Regions from separate parts of the Hordeum vulgare genome. Here region 2 is linked to region 1. Evidence: chromatin contacts called from public Hi-C data. All regions are on one chromosome and are shown on one strand. Each heading gives the region's core, a stretch centred on a gene start, on an enhancer-like site or on the middle of the called end of the contact. The rest is flanking DNA. Distances are from core to core; before and after follow the strand shown. Region 1 has its middle 37 kb from the start of LOC123450298. Region 2 has its middle 300 kb from the start of LOC123447947.

The links. A called contact is a pair of places that touch in the nucleus more often than the background predicts.
Region 2: a contact with region 1 is called in a Hi-C map of leaf, with 7 times the contacts expected there. The contact joins two enhancer-like sites. A contact is called at or near these places in 3 of 6 Hi-C or Micro-C datasets (leaf and seedling).

What each region holds. Positions count from the first base shown.
Region 1 is chr4H:82,107,944-82,111,533 of MorexV3_pseudomolecules_assembly, reverse strand. No RefSeq gene overlaps it. Among protein-coding and RNA genes, the nearest start is that of LOC123450298, 37 kb to the right of the region's middle. Within about 2 kb of position 1,738, at least 3 of the 3 cell types and tissues checked have open chromatin away from gene starts, as enhancers often do. A contact at or near this core is called in leaf, where this site is marked.
Region 2 is chr4H:82,427,994-82,431,583 of MorexV3_pseudomolecules_assembly, reverse strand. No RefSeq gene overlaps it. Among protein-coding and RNA genes, the nearest start is that of LOC123447947, 300 kb to the left of the region's middle. Within about 2 kb of position 1,858, at least 2 of the 3 cell types and tissues checked have open chromatin away from gene starts, as enhancers often do. A contact at or near this core is called in leaf, where this site is marked.

The DNA.
Region 1 (3,590 bases), core at 489-2,988:
CCACTGACACTGCCTCGCTGCCGACGCACCTCCTGGTAATCGTACCGCCCGCCGGCATCGCCGCTACCTCATTGCCTTCCTTGGTCATCTCCGCCCTTCTGCCCGACGTCGAGTCTGTTCGCCCCCCGTCGCCGTCGTCAGAAACAAGGTGAAACGTCGTCGCCATAGCCGATTCATCGGATTGCTTCGAATCTTCTTCTTTTTTCGTCGCCATTTCCCGCCAATTTTGGCGGGAAAGTATGGGGGATAAATTGGCGGGAAATGGAGCCTGGAATATAGCTCACATGCAAAAAAAATCTCATGCACCTATTGGCCTAGCCAACACCAATTAGTCCTTATTGACCTAAGCCAAGGCTGATAGCGACTTATTGGCCTAGCCAAGGCCGACATGAGCTTATTGGCTTCGCCAAGGCCAATAAGGTCCTGGAAGCCAGGCTCACACGCCTATCGGCCTAACCAAGGCCGATTGGGACTTATTGGTCTTGGCTAGGCCGATAGGTTCCAATCGGCCACGCCTAAGCCGAGGCCGTATTAGTTTTGAAAAATCTGAATTTTGTGCAATATTTTTTAAAATAATAAAAAATGCAATATTTAAAAAAACATTTAGTGAGCCCATAATATTTAATTAATAATAATATATGTTAGCAAGGGTTACATGAAAAAAATCTTTAAAAGGTTTGTCAAGTACTCCCTCCGTAAACTAATATAATAACGTTTAGACCACAAAAGTAATAATCTAAATATTTTTCTATTAGTTTATAGAAAGAGTACTTTTCTTGGAGGGAGGTTGTGCGTACTTGCAGTAGGAAGCTTCTATTTCCCAACTCACATGATCGCAAGCCAGGTAACATACACCGAGTGGCGGATCCACCATCGGGGCGGCTGTGCACTGGCTCTCCGACGATGGAGAAGGGTATCTCCCGTGCCTAGCGGCCTTCGACGCAGCACAATGAAGCTCCATCATCATCCAGCGCCCTGGCGAACCTCAATTTCAGGGTACGCCACTGCATACAACCACGCTCGCTTCAGCTGTGACTTTGGGGGCAGCCCGGGGGCAGGGTGCCCCTTGTTATTTTTCCTTTTTTTTGTTTTCTTGCTTCATTAAAAATGTTTCAGGATTTCGTATAAAATTGAATTTGAAAATCTTCATGAATTAAATAAAAATCTCATGAATTCATAATCTGTTCATGAGTTAAAAAAATGTTCTTGGCTTTAGAAAATGTACCCAAATTTGAAAAAGATGTTCCGTAAATTGAAAAAGTGTTCACAGGATTTAAAAAAATTGTGCCTGAATTCAAAAAAGTTCAAACTTTCAAATTTGAATTGGATGAATAAGTTTGTTGAAATTCATGAACATCTTTTAAGAAATGATGAAGATTGTTGTTTTTATGAATATATTAATGCATGTTAAACAAATTTGGAGAGCACATGCTGAATTCGATGAGCATTTTTTAAAATTTAAGGAACAAACAATATTCAGGATTCAAATAAATGTTTGTGGATTGAGAATAAAAAAAAGAATAGAAATGAAAAATTAAAAGAAAAAACAAAGGTATATATACAGTCCGACAAAGTTCTAGTGCCTTTCCAAAAGCGAAAGCTTAATCCATATTGTTGGGCTGGCCCAAAATGTTTGGGGCATCTCGTTGAATCGGCGCGAACAGGATGGCGGGCCGGCTGCCACGATCTCTCAGGACAGAAGAGCCATGCCTAGGCCGACAGCGACTAACCCCATCATCCTCCTGTCTTGTGCAGCCGTGAGATCTGGGCCTCGCCTGCGTCGAGGCCAACTGCAAGAATGGCCCAGGACAACGCCAACTAGGTCATCAACATTCGATCCCTTTTCTCCACCAAACCTGCACCACAACATCAGTCGCCGTCCGCGCGGCGAGGCCGGAGCTCAGCCCACTATGCCGCAACCCTGCTCGTCATCCTTTGCGCCTCGGAATTCCGGCCTCCACAGCACGGGTGCGATGGGATCCACCACTCCAGCGAACATGATCCACCTATCAGGTCTGCCCGCCGGCTGAGCGCTGCCACTCCGGATCCCCTGTCGTACTGGGCTATCGCTGGTCAGCAAGAGGGTTGCGGCCCCGTCCTTCTGTGCATCTTCTTCGTGCTCTACCGCCGCAGCAACCTCCCGTCACCAGTGTGATGTCCGGGTGGCCGTGAGTTCTCTGCCTCTCCGCGCAGTATCCAACACGGCCGAGCGCCGTTGCCGGCTAGCGATTGGGCACCTTCCCCGTGCTTCCTAGCTTCTACTACCTTCTAGCGTCGTTCCCATCTTCCCGTTCCTCTGTCTTGACATGGCCATTAGCGCTTGCCTTCCAACACGGGCAAATAATTATGAGCTTTCTATACACGAGTGAAGCGCCTGCAGGTGTGTGTTTGGAAATTTTGCCTACACGTGTGTTGTACTTGCACATATCGTCATGTGTTTTACCACCTCAATTTCTCTTCCTGGTTGATTTCTTACTGAAGCATTCCAGTAAAAAAAAATGTATTTCGTACCAAAGCTACTCTTGCGGCTTGTGATCTGAAGATCAAAGAGAAATTATTTTGTTCAATGTTAGTACTTGAGTTGTGCTGCAGTTCTGCCCAAGATGTGTCTGTTTTTATGCCTAAGAGGAGATATGTGTTTTCTAGAATAAACTCATATGCATTCCCTACGTTGATTGCTCCTAAATTGTATGACACATTTGCAGGTTTGCCAGTTTGCTTTGTTAAATGGGTATACAATTTTGGTAGAAGCTCTTTTCTAATTATGTTCTCTAATTTGAGTTTTTAATTAGTGTGGTAGATTATTTCTGTAGCTGCATTTTAGATACAAACAAGAGTTTGTTAAGAGACAAAATTATAGCACATGGTTCAAGTCTAAAAGTTTTGAAATAAGTCCCAAAACTTTCTAATGAGATACTACTAGCATATTGTTCTTTTTACTAGATAATGGTGCAGGCAAATATTAGGCTATTGCTGTTAAATAGTGTATTCAATGGCTCAATTCATGAATCTACGGTCTTCCATCTTTAACGCTTGCATCTTCAAATTTATACACACAACTGGCCGAAGCCCCTGAACGTGGTAGGTTACTTTTACATCTTAATTTTTTATATTATGGATGCTCTTCTAACTATGCAAATTATATTTGTTGTTCTTTGTCCTGAGTTGAGGCAGACAACAAGGTCTGAGGTTAAAAATAATCATCATTTTAATGGGAAGAAAAAGTTTATGTTTTCAATTATTTGATTATACAAAGGTTAAAATTTCTTAATGAGATGTTCTCGCATATTTGGGTCACTAATTTGAAAGCAGACCAAAAAAATGGTCCATCGTAGGACCACCACATGGGTACCATATTGAAATAGAGGAGGGAAATGATGATACTGAATTTTGCTTATGTGTCATTTCCGCGTTGGACTACAAGCGTGTGGTAAACAATTTCCATGTTGCAACACACGGACACATTTCCTAATAATTCTAAAAAAATGAAACCATCAATATCAAATTATTAAACTTGAACAATGATAGGTTGTTTCTACCACAATAAACCTGACCATCCGAGCCACGCTCAGTTGGCTGGTCCATATTTG
Region 2 (3,590 bases), core at 609-3,108, 320 kb before region 1:
ATTACATAAAACATTTATTAGTCACCTCCCCCATCCACCATTGGTTAACAACTTGGTCCTTTAACCACGGCTACTACAAAGATGATGTCCTAGAGGACGTGGAACCAAACATGTGCAATTAACTTCAAAATCATCTTTGTACAAAAACACACATCTTGGAGATTGCAATCACATCTGAAATCTTAAGTATTTTTAAGCATGAAGTGGGCAAAATATATTCATTGTACTATAAAACAAATACAAGTTACTTGTACACTCGCATCATGTAAGCCTCTTCTCATAAAAGCAGGCAACAAAAGGAGGTCCTATTTGATTAACTATTGCCAAATGATGCATAAACATGGATTATCAATTTATCATGATGATTACATATAGAGAAAAGCAAGCTTTGCGTGTTTGGGTCCATTGTCAAGCAAGAACATGATTCTAAGATAGTCGATTGGAAACGAAGATCTATCTATAGGTACTTGCTTGCTCTCATGGCCATCCATCCAGCCACGTAGGCATGCATTAATTTGGCAGCTTCAATTGATTTTGTAGGCTAAATTGCTGCCAGCCTCTCCTTGATTTTCCGATCATCATCTACATATGGTGTACTCCTGATAGTTTAGGTACCCACTAAGCTGTTGGTACGTTCACAAAGGCACAAAGATATTTTATTATATGGAGCGAGTCCTGCCCGAAAGAATGATACCTATGCTACGGTATTATTAGATATACAGTATGAGCATCAGAAATATCCTCTAAGATATTATGTTTAGTGGTGTTATGCCAAGATCTTGTTTTCTGTAGAAGTTGTCCGCCGACAAGTGATCGATGGCCATCCAAACTGGTGGCTCCCCATCGCCGGCGGGCTGAAGCATAGACCGCATCGGAACGTGCCACTCCTTAAAAGAAAAGCACTAGTCCGTTTACGTTCAGCTAGCAATGTAGGGCATCGATCCAGCTGAATGCACTTATATGCATCTGGCACTGGCCACCACCTACGTACACACACTCTCAGCCATCTCCTTTTCTTTCTTTTGCGGGGGGCTGGCCGCCATCTTTTCAGTCACCCGATACCGCTATCCATCCTGTCGACCGTGACGTGGTAATCGACTGTGATCAACTTTAATCGGCTGGCTGTCGACCCTTTGACGAAAGGGTTGATTGTATATATCTACCACCCGATGCCATTAGCAGGTCGATCAGGGCATCAAATCGGGATTCCACATGGAATGCATATGCATGCATTGCGAGTTACCGGCCCTGTGACGAACACGTAGCTCCAGGTCGTCCCGTGGACGACGCGAATCGTGCAGATGGACGTAAAGGAAGAGGTAGCGAGACCGGTCGAGTGAGCAGCACATTGAACCGCTGGTCATCCACACATGCACACATGGATAGATAGATAGGCTTTTTGTCCAAAGCTTTAAAGGAGAGCAGGTGGTATATATGGCCATCTCGAAAAAGGGCAGAACAGGTGTGCGGCTGCTGCCCGTCGGCGAAAAAGATGACGACGCATCGCCCATGCATGTGGGAGCTAGCTAGCTAGCCAGCCGTCGATCGATCGATCGATCAATCGATCCGTGCTTGGTCAGCAACACGCTGAAAGTTTGGCTTTCTGTCGCTGGCGCTGTATCTGTATGTACGTGAAACGTGAGCACCCATTGACCCATGTGTTTAAGGCTTTAAGCCAGCGTGAGATTAGTGCATGACAAACACTGGGAAAATATGGATCATGCATGTGCTTGCCCACCGTGGATGGAGATGGATCCATGTAGGGACGCTTAGGATGGGCCCTACCATCATCTACGCCGTCAAAAAGTAGCTGTTCGCGGGCCCATTTGTCAGCGGTGCTGATTTCTTTCCAGCAGGCCAATCGCCGAACGGATGGTGGGCTGGATCCCGGCGGCGGCACGTGTAATGGTAGTGCCGGGGCTGCCGTAGTTGGGCCGGCTAAATGCTGCGGGTCCACACATTAGCGTATTTTAAAAAGAAAAATTAAACCACCTACCTTTGTATCAATCAATACATGCAGCCATTTTTATTAATTATTTTACAAAGGTCTAGCAAAAACATAAAAGGGTGCTTGGATCCAAAAGACTAAAACTAGTCTGACTAAAGTTAGTCTCTTTAAGAGGCTAAGAGAGTGCTTGGATCCAAGGGACTAAAACTAGTCTCTTTAAGAGGCTAAAGTTCCAAGCACCCCTGACTAAAGAAAGACTAAAACTAGTCTTGAGGCTAAAATCTTTTACTCAGGGTATGCCTACTAAAATGTGCATTAGTCCTCTCTCTCCTTATTTAACTCCTCAGACAAGTTCTGGATTGAAGGGTTTGGAGGATAATAAATGCTCATTAACTTGATTTTAGTCTCTTTAGTACTTTCTCCGTTTCAGTTTATAAGGCTTGCACGTGTATCTAGGTCGTCAATTTAATCAACTTAATAAAAAAACATATATTACAAAAAATATATCATTAGAAACTTTAGATGTTCTATTTTTTAATGATATAATTTTTGTGTTAAACAATATATTTTATATAAGTCAAACTGATGACCTAGATACACATGCACGCCTTATAAACTGTGATGGAGGGAGTATTTGGATCCAAGCATGGGTGAGGCTAGCAAGTTTTAGTCTCACTACTTTTAGTCATGAGACTAAAACGTATCCAAGCACCCTCTAAAGTTCCAAGCACCCCTGACTAAAGAGATGCTAAAACTAGTTTTGAGTCTAAAATCTTTTAGTGAGGGGTACCCCTACTAAAATGTCCATTAGTCCTCTCTCTCCTCATTTAACTCCTCAATCAAGTTCTGGATTGGAGGGTTTGGAGGATAATAAATGCTCATTAACTTGATTTTAGTCTCTTTAGTATTTGGATTCGAGCGTGGGTGAGGCTAGCAAGTTTTAGTCTCATTACTTTTAGTCATGGGACTAAAACGTATCCAAGCACCCTCTAAATCAAACCATTTGAAAGGCATCACTCACACCTACAAACTCTATAATGTGGAATGCTCTCACTCCCTATATCTAAAATCGGTGTTGTCGTTAATCCATCCACATAACGTATCGGGACCAACAACCGGTGCAACATACCTAAAGTGCACACCACATGCACACATTAGAAGCCGCCATCATCATCGATCCACTGACCCATCTTCAGGAGAGAGATCCGCATCATCCTTGCCGGTCCGAACATCCGTCGACGCCACCACGACGCCTAACGACGCCACCTCCCTGCGCTCATCCATCTAGACGCGAAGATTCTGGAAGAACAATTGTGCGTAGCACATGTCAACCAGCATGACTTAGCATAGCACCTGTCGGGCAGGCATGACTTCACAGCTCCATCAAAGCTCAGTGCAAGACGAAGCCGCTCCACCTCCTGTCTTTGTCATCCAGCGCTGCTCCACAAGCGATGCTTCCAAGAGAGAAACGGCACCACAGTACCGCCATCGTCCGATCTGAAAGATCAAATCTTAGGATTTCCCCCGAAGCAGTGCACACCAACAACAACTATCAAGGACCCACATAGTACCCACCAGCACTCAACTCTGAAGGCGACGCCTTCAGGAAGTTCACGGCGTCAAGGACGCCGCTGCCGCCCAT